Regions from separate parts of the Sus scrofa genome. Here region 1 is linked to region 2. The links are chromatin contacts, called in public Hi-C maps. All regions are on one chromosome and are shown on one strand. Each heading gives the region's core, a stretch centred on a gene start, on an enhancer-like site or on the middle of the called end of the contact. The rest is flanking DNA. Distances are from core to core; before and after follow the strand shown.

The links. Hi-C and Micro-C count contacts between places; a contact is called where the count stands out from the background.
Region 1: a Hi-C map of liver shows a contact between it and region 2, with 6 times the contacts expected there. The contact joins two enhancer-like sites. A contact is called at or near these places in 1 of 5 promoter capture datasets (liver) and 16 of 47 Hi-C or Micro-C datasets (alveolar macrophages, brain, embryonic fibroblasts and 9 more).

The regions. Positions count from the first base shown.
Region 1 is chr14:72,541,969-72,544,668 of Sscrofa11.1, forward strand. TSPAN15 (tetraspanin-15) reads left to right here. Exons shown (of 8, transcript XM_021072332.1): 4 at 2,056-2,151. Among named protein-coding and RNA genes, the nearest start is that of C14H10orf35, 16 kb to the right of the region's middle. Within about 2 kb of position 1,338, at least 24 of the 83 cell types and tissues checked have an H3K27ac peak or open chromatin away from gene starts, as enhancers often do. A contact at or near this core is called in liver, where this site is marked.
Region 2 is chr14:72,643,514-72,646,213 of Sscrofa11.1, forward strand. It overlaps a transcript of C14H10orf35 not described here. Among named protein-coding and RNA genes, the nearest start is that of NEUROG3, 39 kb to the left of the region's middle. Within about 2 kb of position 1,323, at least 3 of the 83 cell types and tissues checked have an H3K27ac peak or open chromatin away from gene starts, as enhancers often do. A contact at or near this core is called in liver, where this site is marked.

The DNA.
Region 1 (2,700 bases), core at 88-2,587, 100 kb before region 2:
GCTCATTCCCTTGCCCTACCCTGGGTGACAGACTGATGCCACCTGTCCTGTTTCTTAAACACCCCCAACCATGCCCTCGCTGGCCTGTCCCTTCATGGCCCAGAGGAGAAGGCACCCAAGGTTGGGATGGCTGCAGGTCATGGGGGCCTCTGGAAAGGGTGAGCCCGAGGCTAGGGCGGTCCCTGCTCTGCCCATGTCACATGGCCAGCAAGCAGCTCTTCCCCTGAGCCCCTGCTCTGGGATCCAGTGCCAGCCCCATGCAGGGCAGAGGGCTGCTGAGTACAGAGCCTCTCAGGTGGGCAGCGGCTGGCCCGGTGCCTCCGTGGCCATGAGCAGTCTTCAGCTCCCAGGTCTGCTCCAGAGCAGCTGATTATCATTAGCAAAGTGTTTTCATTCTGGCCACAGAGACAGGTTTCCCTGGACCAGTCTCCTTCGTCACCTTGCTTTGAGCAGGGTGTGAATGTCGGGAAGGAAGTGGCCCTCACATCCTTCATTTCTCTCTTCCTGATACTGGGATGGTTTGGGGAGATGGCCCCAAGCTGAACCTTGGGTTATTATCTTGGCTTCTTAAACTGTATCAGGCCGGGAGTTTGACCCTGATTCCAGCATCTCTCTGCCTGTGATCAGCAGGGTGACCCTGGACAAGTCACATCACTTCTTTGGGCTGCAGGGTGTTTGTGAGGGGTCCCAGGCCAAGGGCCAGCTTTTGGATGAGACTTGGGGCCTTGATTTCTTTGGGGATTAGTCACTTTCCACTGATGGCATGGTGAGTATCAAGTGGTCCCCTAGGGTGTGTGTGTCTTGGAAAAAGAGATCTATAAGGATAATACCAGGACCCACTAGATGTCTGGCATCCTGGTAAGCATGTTGCTGTCTAGTTTGTTTATATCTCACATCCCTTCAAGTCAGAGGATTGTCTTCCCCTTTCTGCTGGGAAGAAGCGGGAACTTGGCAGGTAAATGAAGTGCCTGAGGCTGCATGGCTCCAGGGACTGTTCTTGACCTTGAGGCTTGACAGTCCCTTTCAGCCAAGTCTTCGATGGAGCTCGAAGGCACCTTAAATATTGGCCTGCAGGGTTGGTTCACAAGTGGGAAACCGAGGCCCAGAGAGGAGGAATAGCTGTGATGGGGCCTGAAGTGGCAGGTCGGGGCCTGGAACCCAGGGCCCTGTTGTCCCCATGTACCCCGAGGGCACCTCCCTCAGAGATCGTCTGGCTCCAGAGTCCAGAATGCGCCCTTTGTGCCAGCATAATCTCTGATGATACGTGGGCCTCCCTGCTCTGAAAGCCCCGATTGTCGCCGGGAGCGTGGAGCTGGGCTGCCCACACCCCCGCCCCATCCCTTCCCGCTGTGGAGCCTTTTGTGTTCCTGGATCTCAGCACAACAGCCGGGCTGTTGATCCAGAAGGCCCAGCGTGACTGGGAGAGGGCGACCTGCCAGCAAGCACCCTGCCCAGTGGGGGTTGTCCCAGCCTGAGAGGGAGGTGAGCCCTGTCGTCTGGGCCAGAGCACTGCAGTGATGGAGACAGACCTGGGGGCGGGGAGTCAGGAGACCTGGTTTCCAGTCCTGGCTGGGCCCCTAACTGGAGCAGAGACCTGCTCTGTGACCTGGGGAGAGTCAGGCTCCCTCTCTGGGCTCGTGACCTGTAAAGCAAGAGCTTGGATAGGAGAGAAGAGTGGAAAGCAGGTCTGGAGGGCAAAGGGAAGGCCCCAGTGCAGGCCTGGATCTTTGGCAGTAGAAGGAGCACCAGGCCAGGAACCTGGACTGCCGGAGTCCCAGCCCTGGCCTGACTGCTTCAGAGAAGTGCCCCCCACCCTCTTGGGGCCTGGGTTGTCTGATCTGTGAAGGAAACAGGGTGAGTGCCTGAATCAGATGGGCACTTGGGGGCATGGCAGGGAGGTCAGGGTGGGAATGGGGGAGGGCTGCTCTGTGCAGGTGGGGGTGGGGCTGCCCAGGCACGTGGGTATCGCAGGTCAACCTGGACTTTTGGGAAACCGTGGGCCTGGACTCTGGGGATGCGTGGGCCTCTTCTTTTGTAATTTCTCTGTCTAAACAGACCATCGACTTTCTGAATGACAACATTCGAAGAGGCATCGAGAACTACTATGATGACCTGGACTTCAAAAACATCATGGACTTTGTTCAGAAGGAGGTGAGCCAGGTGCTTTGGGTCAGAGATCTGCTTCCCATGCCCTTTGCCCCCCACTCAGGACCCTGCTCAAGAAGGTGAGGACGAGGGGTCATGTGACCTATTCATTTCCAAAGCAGGTGGCTGGCCAAGCTGGGAGGCAAGGGTGGACCGTGGATGGCCACGAAAGCCTGACCTTCTCAACCAGTTCTCTGCCCGCATGCCTGGCCCAGCATATTCTTGCCCTTCCTGTTCCTCTCCAGTTACACAGACCCTCCCCTCCTCAACTAAAGAAAACAAAAACAAAGTCGGGGGTAGCTGTAAGCCACCTTGCAGTGTCTCAGGGTGCCCCTGACCCGTGGGCAAAGACCCTTCTTCTTTGAGGTGGGAGTGACCTCCAGGCCACCAAGTTCCAAGTTCCCTCCTCCAGCGTCAGTGATGGGGAGCTCACCCCCTGGCCAAGTCCAGGCCAGCCCTGAGGCCATTTCCCCCTGCACTGGAGAACAGAGCAAGACTTCTTTCCGCCCACACCGCTTCTTTGAGTGTGATGGTGGTCACTTGGGGATGTCGTTG
Region 2 (2,700 bases), core at 73-2,572:
AGGGAGAGGACAGGGTGTGGAGGAGGGGACTGCCCCAGCCCTGCACCCCTTCCACAGATGCTGCGCTTGGACCACAGCTCCTGGGCTGTGGGCTCAGCCAGAGCAGCTACAATGCCTAGCCTAAGGCGCCTAGGACCTCTGGCTGGGGCAGTGCTGGGCTTCTAAGACCGGTGTCACTACCCACCCCTGTTCTCCAGTCGGAGAAGAAATGCAGCTGCTTCTCTTGCTCCTGGAAGCCAGGGGCTTGTCACAGGTCTCAAGTGTCAGGATAGGAGTTTGCTGTGTGCCTGACGCTGCTAAGTCCTTGACGTCATTTAATTGTTACCAGAACTGTATGATCTGGGTACCATCACTGTCATCCTTATTTCACTGCTGGGTACACCCTAGAGCATTTGTAACTTGCCCCAGGAGCCCCCACCCCTCCCAGCCACCCTGAGCAGCGGGTGGAGCTAGGATTCAGACCGAAGCCAGGCCCACATTCTGGACCACTCCTCTCTTTGCCTGTGGTCTCTTTCAGAATCGCCTGCAGACTTGTTACATAGGCAGATTCCCAGGCCTCACCGTAGACCAACTCAGAAGTGCTGAGGCCTCTTACCTCTGCCTCTTACCAAGCCCTCCAGGAGGTTATGATGGTGGTTGTGGGGGAGGGGTCATTCATCCCCTGACTGTGCCTGTGGCCCAGAGGGAGGAGGAGGGAGATGGGGGATGGGGTGACAGGCCTCACTACCTGCTGGGCCCCTTGTGACCATCAGACCAGTCTGTGAGGGCAGAGGGCCCAGGGTGGGTGCCAGGATGCAGCTGCAGCTGCCCATCTCTGGGTGCAGTCACTGAATGGGCTGCAGCCCTCTTCCCTCCTTCCCTGAATGTGTGACGTTTTCATTGCAAACAGACCAGGGGAGAAACTCAGTTACTTCATGTAGGGCCCCTGAAGGATCATGCAGGTGAGGGTGACGGAGGCGGAGGGCTTTGCCCCCAAACCTGGATGGAGAGAGAATCCTGCGCCCTGTTCAGCAGAGTGAGACTGTGGGACGAGCAAAGCTTACCCCTCTTTGTGCTGCCGCTGGCCCAAAAGAGCAGCGAGAGAATGTTCAAGAAGCAGATGGAGTGCTTCAGAGGGATTGCTGAGGGTGTATGGGAGTGATCCTCTGGTTTAGGGGCAGGGGGTGGGGGAGATCTGAAGCCATTTGGCCTTAGGGACCCAGAGCTTGGGAGGAGGCAGAGGAAGCTGTCCAAAGAGGCTGGGCCTTTAGGGCAGCTGCCTCCAGTGCTGGGCAGGCAGTGGCTGAGGGCGGGAGGGCTGGTCTGTGTTCACTGGGCCACCAACTCTCTGCCCTCTGGTGTTGTGCTCAACAGGAGACTGGATGCCTGGGTTCAAATTCCTGGCACCACCCCTATTACCCAGTGACCTTGGGCAAGGTCCGCATTCTCCCTGTCCTCCTCTGCACCTCCCAGGGGCGGGAGGATCAGTAGATTATTTCATGGGAAGCACGAAGCAGTTTCTGGCACAAGGTTAGTGCTTGATGATACCATGTTCACAAAGCAACGGCATTAGTGGTTATGTAATACTCTTCTTTAGAGCAGCGCACATTTAACTTAAGGTATTTTGTAAAGGAAGCCTTGCATTACTGTTGTAAATGGAAGGCCAGCGTTACTTGCCATTCATAGTAGATATTAGTACAAGTCAATTCAGTGTAGAGAAAATAACACAATTCCATTTTCACCATTTAGCTAACCACTGCTGGCGGCCACGGCTCTAAGCCCAGCGCTTGCTTTCTTTGTTAAGTAATCAGGATTTAGAGAGGTGTTAAAGACCCACTAGCATCTCACTGAGACATTCTTGATGGATTCAGAAGACTGAAGAGAAATGAAAAGGGAATGATTTTCCCATCAAATGATTCAGTGCTGTGTTTGTGAATTGCTTACAGTTAACTTGGGCACCCCAAATCATTTCATGCCCTGCCACGTGAAAGCATCCCAACACTGTGGGAAACATTATGTGATCTTGGACAAGCTATTTTTAAAATCTGTTTTTGAAAGATAATTTGTTTGCATGGTTCAAGGATCAAGCAAAGTACACAGGCATACAAGGCAAGTCTCACTCCTTCTCCATCCATCCATCCATCCATCCATCCATCCATCCACCTACCTATCCAACCACCCATCCATCCACCTATCCATCCACCCATCCATCCATCTATCCATTCCCTCTCCCCTATAACTGCTGTTCTTAGTGTCTTTTAAATCCCTCCAGAACTCATTTATGCAAATATGTGCAAACACAATTATACTAATTTTGTTTTCTTTTTTATATAAATGATAGAAAATTAGACACATTTTCTGCCCTCGCTTTTTTGCTTCACAGTGTATCATGGGCACATTTCATATTAGCGCATAGAAACCTGCTTCATTCTGTAGAGTTTTGGTTTTGGGGAGAGTTACTGGCCCTCTTCTACCCACGGTGGAGTCATCTCTACCCAAGGGCCTTGCAGCTCTGACCCTACACAACTCCAGGAGGCTGTTTCTCCGAAATGGGACCCTAACCGAAATGTCCCCCTTCTTCAGGGCTGGAGTGAGGAAGCTGCTTGGATGGTTTGTTCTAGGTCTGCAGTCAGTTCAGCAAACATTCAGGGAGTATCCTGTGTGCTGGGAGATGTTGGGACAGGAAGAGCCTCAGAAGTCACACCCAGTTGATTTTCTCCA